Linked DNA regions of Ovis aries: region 2 is linked to region 1. A link is a contact called in public Hi-C data. All regions are on one chromosome and are shown on one strand. Each heading gives the region's core, a stretch centred on a gene start, on an enhancer-like site or on the middle of the called end of the contact. The rest is flanking DNA. Distances are from core to core; before and after follow the strand shown. Region 1 holds the start of BACH1 (BTB domain and CNC homolog 1). Region 2 holds the start of CCT8 (chaperonin containing TCP1 subunit 8).

Region 1 (6,328 bases), core at 3,056-5,555:
GTGGAGCCAGCGCTGTTCTAACCACTTAACACATATTAATGTACTTAATCTGCAACCACCTCTATGACGCAGATTATATTATCATCATCCCATTTTACAGATGAGAAAAGGAGACACGACTAAGTGAAGTAACCTGTCTGAGGCTTCATGGCAGGTAAGTAACGGAGCAAGAACTTGACCTTCAGCAGTCTGGCTTTAGGTGACTCACTTTCAGTAACTCTGCTTACTGCTTCTCTGTCAACTGTACAGTGATCAGACCCACCACTTCAGTTCTGTCAATACTACGGCAGCCAGAAGCCCAGGTTTCATGGTGGGCGTACAGCTCTATTTTATCTGCAGTCATGAAACATTTGCTTTCTCCAAGGGGCCTAGATTCTGGCAATTAGTGCTCAAATTACCCATACCTTGGGCTTGGGCAGATTACCTTATTTGGCATATTTTTTTTTTAATAGTTTCATAGGTCATCCATTCCACCGTATAAAATACACCATTTAGCAGTGTGTGCATGCATGTACTAAGTCATGTCCAACTCTTTGTGACCCACGGACTGTACAGCTCTTCTGTCCATGCAGATTCTCTAGGCAAGAATACTGGAGCGGGTTGCCATTCCCTTCTCCAGGAAATCTTCCCAACCCAGGGATCAAACCTGCGTCTCTTATGTCTCCTACATGGAAGCCTCAGGAAGTTGAGTTTAGGGATAGGACGATTCCACCATTAACAGAAACACTGGTCAGAAAGCTGGAAGGAAGAGATGATTCCTTAAACCTAAGTCTTGGAGAGGATCAGCACTGTGATGAGAATCTGACAACTGGCCATTTAAAGGGGTTTTCAACATCACTTCTCACAGTACAGGAGTGCAAAAGGCATATGGCCTACAAGATTTTAACTGAATGGTAAATACTCACCATCCCCCAGCATGCCTAGAAGGCTGACTTTCTGAGTAAATCACATTCTCCTAAGGGGAGAAATGCCACTTTCCAAGTGATCTGCTCAATATGTAGTCTCCTTAACCCTTGTTAAAGGGGCCCCTTGTAAACTTGGCCCCCTAAAAATGCAGACTTCGAGAAGTAACAGCACAAAGTAATTTTTCAAAGAATATGTTACATACAAATTATACTCCAGTGTGCAGATTATTTTCCGGTGGTCCCATTATACTCTTTCACTTATTACTACACTTCAGATCCTATCCATGAAACAAACCAACCTCCTGACTTGTCTCCAAATTCAAAATACATGGTATCATAGGTAATGGGCAACTCTGCACTTTTTGTTCTTTCCATTCTCAACATCAACAATGTAATGATGAAATGTACCCTCAAGCTTCTAAATCTTTAATATACAGGATTAGAAAAAAAAACTACATGTGAAATAAAAATTAAGAACATCTGAAAGAATGATAGCTTTCAAGAGGAAATCACAAGTTTAAAAAAAAAACAACACCCTAGTTGTTGAAAGAGTACTATTAACAGTGGTTAACAAACTCTTTATGTTCCCAACGGGGTGAGGGGGGCATGCAAAAAAATCTACGTTATAAAACATGCATGTACTACTGTTAGTCTGTACCTTGAAAATTAATGTCTTTCTTATTTTATAGAAGTGATGTTTAAAAAAATCCAAGGGCTTATTATTTTCTTCCAAATGAATCATCTGGCACCCACCTTAGAAGCCCAAATCCCTAAAAAATTCATGATTTCTAATCTCTTCTAGTTGCAAACATAAAGCACCATTTTCTACTACAAAATATCTTAAATAAAAGCCTATCAAAAAGAAAAAAGATTCATTCTTGTGACCACAGATAAGGGCCAGCTGCTCCCAGTTCACATTTCCCATCCCTAAACTTTGTAGACAATAGGGACTGTATGCTTGGGTCCTGGGCTCTTTTTTAAAGCAATAAGTAATGATCCAACTTGGAAAGACACCAGCGTCATCACTCTTAAGACAATAAGACAGACAGCCATATGGTTTGCCTTCCATCAGTCAGCGCTTTCTAGACTTGACCCAAAGAGACCTGTTAATTCCACCCACGTCCTCCTCTCCTCCACCAGAAACTACTACTGAATGCCTGAAAAGCCAGGGTCCACGAAAAACCAGGAGGCAGGCTCCTTTGGCATTCTCCTACCCAAATCTTCATGAAGAACAGATTAAGCGCATTTTCTGAGATGTATACACCACACAACAGCAAAACCACAGGGAAACAAACAAACAAAAAACCCTGAGTGCAGTAAGAGAAATGAATATTTCTGTTACAGTACTGTTGGGAGGTGACTCCTAGCTGCACATTTCTTCCTCTGTTTTAGCTCTCACTGGCACAAACTTCTCAGGCAGTAGGTCACGAGGCAGCTCTGTGTTTAAACACCACCTCAGCATTACTTGGCCTCTTCCTAAGAGTGCTGGCACCTCACCCACTGATTACCTGCATCCACACACACACAACCCCAGCTTCGGGCCTCTGAGGCAACCCTTCTGGAGTGCTCCTTGGCCTTTTATAGTGGAGGCATGTGATGAGCGTACCGGCACCAGCTGTTCCTAATTACCTCTCAGGCTGGGGCGAATGACTCAGCAGCCCAACTTTCTTTTTAAGGAGTCATCTACCTTGCGAGCCAACCAACAAACTGAACAATAGTAAAGCACTTGACACGGCTATAGGTTAAACAAGAAGAATCACACACGATGCCAGGCTATCACTTAAACCAAGGCCGTCCTACTGCAAGCTGACTCACCAGGTGTCTCCCCCACCCCGCCCCGCCCCGCCCCCAGGCTTCCCCAGTGGTTCAGATGGTAAAGAATCTGCCTGTAAAGTGGGAGACCAAGGTTCGATCCCTGGGTGGGGAAGATTCCCCTGGAGAAGGGAATGGCAACCCACTCCAGTATTCTTGCCTGGAGAATTCCACGGACAGAGGAGTCTGGCGGGCTACAGACCACGGGGTACAAGAGAGTTAGACACGACTGAACGACTAACATCTTTCTTTACTCCAAAGGCTGAAGTAGGAAGCCTTTTCCAGTCCAGCCAGCCCTTGCACCACTACCCAAGACCAGGAAGAAGCCAGCCGGCCTCTTCCCACTTCTCTGCTTGACCATGTGAAGCGCTCAATCGCGCTCCGTCACTCGCACGCCCGGCTGTTTCCACCCCTTTACTATTCGGAACTGCCGCCGGACAGGCAAACCCCTCCGGGCTATAAGGACTGTCAAAACACAGCAACCCAAGATCTAGCCCTCCACACCCGATACTGACAGAATTCTCCCCCAAAAGACAAGGTGTCCCTACAAAACAGCCTTTGTTCCGCCGAGCCTGATCTCGCAGCTTGTTTCCCCCTGCTCTCCCACACGCAGTTTCTTCCACAATGACTACTACGCTGTACCTCGGAATCAGCCCGAACCCAACGCTCACTTTGCACAAAAGCCTTTCTGCATGATTCTACTCAATGACACAAAACTGCCGCGCAAGGACGCGCGAGCGACGGCACTCGCCTGAAACACGCACAAAGCTGGCGTCTCTACGAGCAACACCCACTCTCACCCGACTGTGGGAGCCTTTGATTACAGCCTGCTGGGCAAAACTCCCAACAAAGAGGGTGGGTGGTGGGTGGGGAGAGGGTCTTGGGATCCCCCAGGGGCTACCCCCTAAACCAGTCTTGGCTAAACCCAGCCAGCCCCGCAAGGTGGTGGTTGTGCTCCAGCCACCGACTCGGCCTTTCTGAGTCCGCGATCACACGCGCCACCTACACTCCCCGGCTACCCCCGACCAGGCTGGGAAGAAGGGAGGCCGACAGCTCGCGGGCCGCGGCCGCCGAGGGTGGGCGGAGAACAATACGGAGCCGGGGCGGGCGCTGCTGAGGTGTCACAGCCGGGTGCACCGCGCGCGGCATCGGGGCGGGGGTGGGGTGCGCCCGGGAAGCGGCGGAGGGCCCCCCCCGGCCCCGCGGCGCCGGGTAAAGTACAGAGCCGGCCCGTAAACAGCGGCGCTGGCGGCGGCGCGCCGGGCCGCTCGCCCCTTCCGGCGGACGCGGCCCCTTCCAGGAAACCGAGCCCGAGCTGCCCCGCGCGGGCCCCGCTCAGAGGCCCCCCGCGCCCGCCGCCCAGACCCAGAGAGCCGCCGCCCCGCGTCCTCCCCTCCGCCGCCTCCTCCGGACCCGCTCGAAGATCGCCCCTCACCGGCCGACGGCCCCGACCGCCCGCCACCGCCGCGCCGAACCCTCCGGGCGAAGGGCGCTCAGGACGGGCGAGCCACTCACCACAGCCGAGGCGCGGCGCGGCCCGACTGACGGCGGCCAGCAAGCCCGACCGGCCGCGCGGGCAGCGATCAGGTGACTCACTCCCTCCCCGCGGCCGGCCGCCCCCTCCGCGCCCCACCCCTCCCTTCTCTCCGAAGCCGCTGCCGCCACCGCCCCGCCCCCTCCCGGGGCCGAAGCCCCGCCCACCCGCTTCAGGAGGTCCCGCCCCGTAGGCCAACCTCGCGAAGCCCCGCCCCTCCCGCTCCAGCGCGCCTAAACCCCGCCCTCCCGAAAAGCCCGCCCCACACGCTGGCCGGGAATCGGGCTTTGCGGGTCCTTGCAGCTTGCTCCCTGAAGCCCGAAGCCCACCGGACGGGCATGCAGGGAGGGACCATACGCGGATACCGGGCATGGCAGGATAGTGCAGGCGATGGTGTCTTTGAAACCTCCGCGGGCGTCGCCCCTTTGCAGGCATAGCCCGCTGTCTGAAAAAAAAAAACAAAACAACACCTGAGGACCATCATCTCCTCCTTCCCTGCTTCAAGAGGAAAGGAAAAGCCTGATGGCCTGCTCTCTCGAAGTGTTGCCTGGACACCCGGAGTCGAGTGCCAGCGGACACCAGGAGGAGAAGACTAGCGCCGGCCCACGTCCCTCTCCCCAGACCAGACCCCATCAGAGGTAGCTGCTGGCAGCACGCTCCTCTGCCTTCTCCTGAGTGTGGCGGGGCGCCCAGGTTCGCAGGTATTTGAGCTTGCTGATAAAGATGCATCAAGTGCACCCAAGATTTTGTAGAAAGCATCTGGCAGCCCTGGTGTCTGACAGAGAAAACAACAGCGTCGGCTCGCAGGTGTCCCCTTTATGCCGTGGCTGCCAGGAAATTTGGAACCGGGTTCAGTGTTCTGGTGGTGTCAGCCAGCTCATCTCGGCCCCAGGTCAGACATTCATCTCTTCTGCTGTTTATTCTGGTGTTTATCCAGCTGTCGGCGTTAAAATTAAGTCCCCAGTCTACTTAAGTAGACATCTCTGCAATTCAAAGCACTGACTGTGGGCAGAGACGCCCACCTGACAAAAAGCCTACACTTCCGAATCTAACCGGAGACCCGAGTGTCCCTTTCACTGTGCTGATCTATTGGAGGCCGGATCTTGGGATTTTGCGATCGGCTTTTGATTCAGGTTGAAACACAAGACACTGATGGTTGGACAGCATCAGCACCAGGAGGTGAAGGCTCATTCTGGGGTAGGAAGGAAGACAACTCTGCACCTCCCAGTGCAAGAAAGGCTACCTAGTTAACAAAAGTCAGATATTGTCACTAATGTGACTACATTTGTACTCACAGACTGAGACTACAGGACATTTGAGTTATATCCAAAATACACGAGAAAATGACGAGTGAAATTGTGCAGGGTCCAATCGGCGAAGTGATTGACTGTAACCTAGAATTTGGACAGGAGGTGACATTTGTATTGAAGAATAGGACCCTATAAGCCAAGGAGGGAAGACTGTATGCAACAATCTAAAGGGAGAAGGCAGATGGCATTTCAGGCTGCCTGAGTTCGTGCCTGCATGTGTGCTAAGTCACCCTATGGACTGAAGCCCGCTAGCTCCTCCATCCATGGGATTCTCCAGGCAGGAATACTGGAGTGGGTTGCCATCCTCTTCTCCAGGGGATCTTCCTAATCCAAGGACCAAACCCGCATCTTTTATATCTCCTGCATTGGCAGGTGGGTTCTCTACTGCTAGCGCCATCTGGGAAAGCCTTGTGTTTATTTAATATTAAAATGGTAAGTAAAGTGAAAGGAATGTAATCTCTGACTTGGGATGTTCACAACTTCTAAGATTTAAAACAGGCAAAAATAATTTAAAAATAGGCTATTACTATAAGGATATATTGTACAATACAGCCATACTTATTTTATGATGACAATAAATGAGGTATAACTTTAAAAATTCTGAGTCACTATATTGTACACCTGTAACATATAACATATAATATTGTTATCATATTATAACAATAATATATAAGTATAACATCAGCTATACTTCAGTTTTTTAAAAGGCAGTAATAAAGAAGACAATACTGGAGCAGAAGAGCTTAGTGTGACAGGGGCCAAATTGG
Region 2 (5,632 bases), core at 197-2,696, 270 kb after region 1:
GGAAATGGCAACCCACTCCAGTACTCTTGCCTGGAGAATCCCATGAAGGGAGGAGCCTGCTAGGCTACAGTCCATGGGATCGCAGAGTCAGACATGACTGAGTGATTTCACTTTCACTTATTTCTTGACTAAAGCATAAGGAAATCTCCTGTTGTCCTTGGACCACCCTTTGAGGATCGCTGAATGTTTCCCAAAAGGTGGTTCACATACCAGTTGGTTAGAGATGCCTCGCAAAAATATTTTTTCATAATTATGCACTTAAGTGCTAATTAGAAAAAGTTATAGTACATGTAACACATTTGATTATTCCTTAAGACACACTAAATCTGTCCCGATTTAAGGAAAATAAATCATTTGCAAGTGTCTGACCAAGGAACAAAAGACAAGCCAAACGTTCTATTCAGTTGTCTATATTTTCTACTAGGAGAGTGGATTACTTTCACTGTGTGAAATTATTCTTTGAAGTATTCTGCCATTATTCAGTCTTTTGAAATCAGTCATGTGCTGATGTGGGATGACACAGAGGTCAGGTTTTAAAGGACTGTGGGAAAGTAAAAGGGGTTTATATTTCCAAGAAAAAGCAGGAAAGGGATTTTCCAGGTGTTCCAGTGGTTAAGACATCATGCTTCCACTGCAGGGGGGCGGGGTTCCACTCCTGGCGGGGGAAATAAGATCTCACATGCTTGTGGGGCGGCCAAAAAACAGAAGAAAAAAGAAAAGGAGGAAAGAGGAATACAGTTGCCTAACAACGTGCATTTTGCAATCTAATCTGGGTAGAAATCCTAGTTTTAACACTACTAGCGCTGTGATCTTGTACAAACTAAATTGTAAATTGCAAAGTAATTAATAAAAGATTGACCACTAGCTAAGATACCGCACATAAAGCAAATAACGGGGCCTGGCACATATGAGCACTCAGTACGTAGTTTTCCTTTCAGATTTTCATTTATCACCTTCAAGTCCCCAGAGCTGCTACAGGGCCCAAGTCTGAGCGCAAGTTCAACCACAGATTTGGAGGATGAAGGCAGATCCTCGGCCTCGGGAAAAAAGGGGTGCCCACCTGGCTGATATCGTGGGAAGCTCTGGAAGATTTACACGGAAGCTACTCTTGGAAGGAGTTGCAAAACTCAAGGACAAAACTGACAACATTCAAAAGTCCCCAGCACAGAGCCTATGAGTCTAAGCGAAGGGAACGACCTCCGGGAGCGAGCCACATCCGCCAGGCAGCCTACGCGTGCGTCGGCAGGAAGACAGAAGGCCCAGCCCGATCGAGCCACCCCATCGATCGACCAGCTCGAGAATCGTCAACTCAGTTCTGGCGGCGCTAACTGCTCCTTCTCGCGAGGCTTCACAGACTAGGCCGCCGGGGGAAAGGGCGGGACCGGCTGAAGAGAAAGGAGGGGCGTGAGCCGGCCGCACGCTACGTTCCCAGGAAGCTGTGCGCGCCTCTCGTTTCTTCCAGGATCTCCTGAGAGGGCGCGTGAACGGCACCCTGCAGACTGGTCATGGCCCTCCACGTCCCCAAGGCCCCGGGCTTTGCCCAGATGCTCAAGGAGGGAGCGAAGGTAAGAAAAGGAGGAAGAGGGAGTGAGGTGGGAGAGCCGCGGCGGCCGCAGTCAAGAAGAAAAGCCTACCAACGGGCCCGGCGTGCCCACCCGACATAGCGGTCGGAGGGAAAGAAGATTCCAGAAACGGAGGTGTTCTCTGGAGAGCTTGGCCGCGGAGGGCCCCGGGCATTTCGAGTTTTTTTTTTTAAATGAACCCGGGAGAGGGGGGCAAGCGGCCAGAAACGGCGAGTGGACGACGAGGCCGCAGGCGGCGCGTTTTTTGCTTTGTAGCCTTACAGGGTGTGAAGGCCGCTCTTTGCATTTTTCCTCCGTCAGTAAAACGGGAGTGAGGAGGCTCTCCTTTGAGGGGCGCGAAGTAGGTGAAATAACGTAGGTGAGGTTGCTTTGAGTACTGCGAAACGGTTCCAGGAGCGGGTGGTCCAGGGAGGAGAGGGACGAGGCAACTCTTGCAAATGAGAAACGGCGAGCTCCCCATTTAGTTAGCAGAAATAGTGCATTATAGGATAAATCTTAGTTACAATCCCAATGGGCTCTGTTCTGAACTTAGCCAGCTTGAGGTAAAACTTAATCCTCTGGGTCTTACTTTCCTCATCTTTCAGTTGGGGAGATTGGACGGAAATAGTTGTAACCAACAGAGTAAGTGACACCCTGAGCTAAGTAAAGCTTTTGTTTTATGGCGAGATCTTGAAAGTAATTTCAACAGCATGGTTTTTTGTTTGTTTTTTTAATGTCTTAGACACACTGCTGTAAGTGTGTCTCTTAGGTTCAAATAGTTGCGTTCCCTTATTGTCACCCAGACTTGCTGTGCTTAAACGAATGTAGATACTGTGGTTCCATTTGTGGTAACAGTTTGAGGGAACTAGGTTTCTTGTTGGCGAGGATGCACTTTGGGGATAACGTGACTCTAGTAGGTAAGGAGGTTTACTGTAAGTATTGGTGAAAGAGCTTTGCTGAAAATGACATGAACTAATTTTTTTTTAAAAGGGAAGTGGCCGTATTTTTTTTATTCTGAGGCAGAAATAAGTGACCAAATAAGCAGAAGGATAATTTCAAATAATGATAAAGGAAATTGAAAGTGCGCCTCTAAAAAAAAATTATAAAGGAAAGTTTGGGGTAGAACAGTAAATAAAATGTTAAGGAAAGAACTCAGCTCTGTGCTTAGTGGCCAAGATTAAAGGCAGAAATGTTTCAGGCTAAGGGACCAAACTCACTGAGGATGAAGTGAGTTTGACTTGTTAAAACAGTAAGAAAAAAGATGTTCACATGAACAGTAGGCTCTTGAAATTTATCTGAGACTCACAAGTAAATCCCATGTCTAAAAGAAGTTCATTGTAAAACTTGAAAATTTGAGTACTGTGAGCAGTTCAGTTTTCAGTGTATACACGTTGGAATTAATGTGTACAAACGAACAGTTTGTTTCAGTTCAAATGAGAATTCAAAATCTGTATGCTTTAGTTCTAAAAATGTATAAGGCAAATATGTTAATTCCCTTTGAACATAGACCTGTTGACTCTACAGTGCTCAGGTTTTATCACATTCATACCACATTTCGGCTTTTAGAAAGAATTGGTAGACTCTGGAAAGGTATTTTTATAATCTGCAATGGTTCATATGCTTTCTCTAATCAGGCTTAGCACTCTTCTCTGCACTTTTCACTAAACTAAAAAAAATTAAGCTTTATGTTTTGATGTGTAAGTAGGTACTCATGGTCCCTAAAAATGTCATGCCTTATTCATTCAACTTGTGGACAAATCTGTGAATTAGGATGGTATCTGGTATCATAGGAACACCAAACACCATGCTTTACATACATAAATCTCATTTGATAATGTCAACAGTCTTTTGAGACAGGTACTATTATTTTACAGATGAAGAAATTATTGAGATTCATTGTCCTGCCTAATCAGAAATTTTCTTCTACAGCATTTTTCAGGATTAGAAGAGGCTGTGTACAGGAACATACAGGCTTGCAAAGAGCTGGCCCAAACAACTCGTACAGCATATGGACCAAATGGTAATTTCTAAATTCATGTTTAAAAAAAAATACAGTACTATAATATAATTTTGTGTAGTAGTTCTTTGAAACTTGTTTGAGGATATTATATGTAAATTGAGAATTTTAGCCATAATACACTGTAGTGTTGAAAATCATTTCACAGTTCAGTAACTCCTGTACAGTTTTCCTAATCTTTAATCAGCAGTTTGGATCTTTTTAGAAAAGTTGTAATCAAAATGTTACTTTTTGTCCTATTGAGAGGATAGAAAAGTTATGGTGCTTTCACCTTTGAGGTAGTACCATTGTTACAGCTGTGGAATAGTTCTCTTAAGTAAAATGACATAATTTAAGGGAGAAAAATTCTCTCTTGCTTCCCATCAACTGAATTAATTGATACAAATTTATGGAATAAGCAAAACACACTTTCAAGTAAATAATTTTAGTCTTTGTACATGTCAATATAATTTAAGTTGATTGAAAAAATATGAAATTGGCAGGAAAGAAATAATAGGTGTGCAGGCAGGGGAAGCCATTGAGCTGTGGCTTTAAGAATAGGTAGTATGTTTTGAGTTCTTACAAAGTTATTTCAAGGAATGGATAGCAAATTTTTGTTTCTTCACTGGATTTTCTTTGGTGTCTGGAGAGGGGTTTGAGTGATGATGCATTTCTTTTTCTGACTATTTTTGAGGAATGAACAAAATGGTTATCAACCATCTGGAGAAGTTGTTTGTGACGAATGATGCAGCGACTATTTTAAGAGAGCTAGAAGTAAGTTATTTCTTTTAAAAACCCAAGAAATGTTTTGGTGATGTCAAAAATTCAGTGTATTCTAACATCGAATAACCTTTATTTCATTCACATTGGATAATAAGGGGTTTTTTAAATTCCCAACTTGAAAATTCATGCTATAGATGTTCCCAATTATAGAGAATCCTCTTTATGTTTCACATCTTTGCTCCTGTTAAAATCTCCTGTAACTTATGGAGAGGTTGGTTGTGATAAAATATGCATATATATTTGCCGATAATATAAAATTGAATGTTATCTTCTTTAGAGCGTGACACTAAAGTGAATTATTCTATAATGTAGAAACAGCTGATATTTAAGATGGGTTTGTTTTAATTGTGTTCGTGAAATTAAATCAGTTGGTAGAATTTTGTTCACCTACAGTTTTGGTGGTATAGAGTCGGGTTTATGAGGACAGTCTGGCACCTGATCACACATGGAAAACCACTCCTCAGCCAGCTGCTAATTGAAGGATATGTTCTGTCTCAGGGAATTTTTCTTAAAGCACCAGGATTAATTCTTTAGTCAGAACTCCATAGATAAGTTAACGTTTCTCCATCTTCTTAAGTAATGATATGAGAGTGTCACTTACTCAGTTGTATCCGACTCTTTGTGACCCCATGGACTATAGCCCACCAGGCTCCTCTGTCCATGGGATTCTTCAAGCAGGAATACTAGAGTGAGTTGCCGTGCCCTTCCCCAAGGGATCTTCCCAACCCAGAGATCGGACCTGGGTCTCCCACATGGCAGGCAGATTCTTTACCATCTGAGCCACAAGGGAAGCCCAAATAATGATATAGTGTTAAAGTAATAATATTGAACAAAACAGATCGACGAGATATTTGTGGAGGGACTTGTCATTATGAAGGTTAACATTGTACTCTGTGATGTTCTCAGGAGTTATTTAAGTATGGTGGGGATATTGTCTTCGTAATAAACCAGTGTCGGCTATTTAGTTTTCTCAGTGCTGTCAGTTGTCACTCCTTGCTTATTTCTTTAAAAAGCATCTTAAATTCTAGGGAAGGACCACTTCAAATTTTGATACACTTTAAGAAATATTTTTATTTTTGTTTTTTTAGACCATAATTGATAACCCCTTTCAATGAGGATATACATAAATATTGAGACTTATCACCAAGCTAAATGACATCTACTTTAGCACCTCTGAAGCCTTTTTTTAAAAGTGCTTTAGGTTGGAATTACTTTGTTTTTTAATTCAGTGAACCTGTAATCGTGTTAGGAACTTTATGTATACAGTGTACATACTGAGTGACTGACCTCA

What was found. A called contact is a pair of places that touch in the nucleus more often than the background predicts.
Region 2: a Hi-C map of liver shows a contact between it and region 1, with 5 times the contacts expected there. The contact joins the promoter of CCT8 here to the promoter of BACH1 in region 1. A contact is called at or near these places in 3 of 16 Hi-C or Micro-C datasets (blood, liver and skin fibroblasts).

What each region holds. Positions count from the first base shown.
Region 1 is chr1:127,428,423-127,434,750 of ARS-UI_Ramb_v3.0, forward strand. It overlaps BACH1 (BTB domain and CNC homolog 1), which reads right to left and starts at 4,306. Exons shown (of 6, transcript XM_060403830.1): 1 at 4,233-4,306.
Region 2 is chr1:127,698,792-127,704,423 of ARS-UI_Ramb_v3.0, forward strand. It overlaps CCT8 (chaperonin containing TCP1 subunit 8), which reads left to right and starts at 1,447. Exons shown (of 15, transcript XM_004002787.5): 1 at 1,447-1,565; 2 at 3,492-3,582; 3 at 4,253-4,332. The coding sequence starts at 1,506. LOC105610396 (a long non-coding RNA gene) reads right to left here and starts at 1,244. Exons shown (of 2, transcript XR_001433837.3): 1 at 1,061-1,244.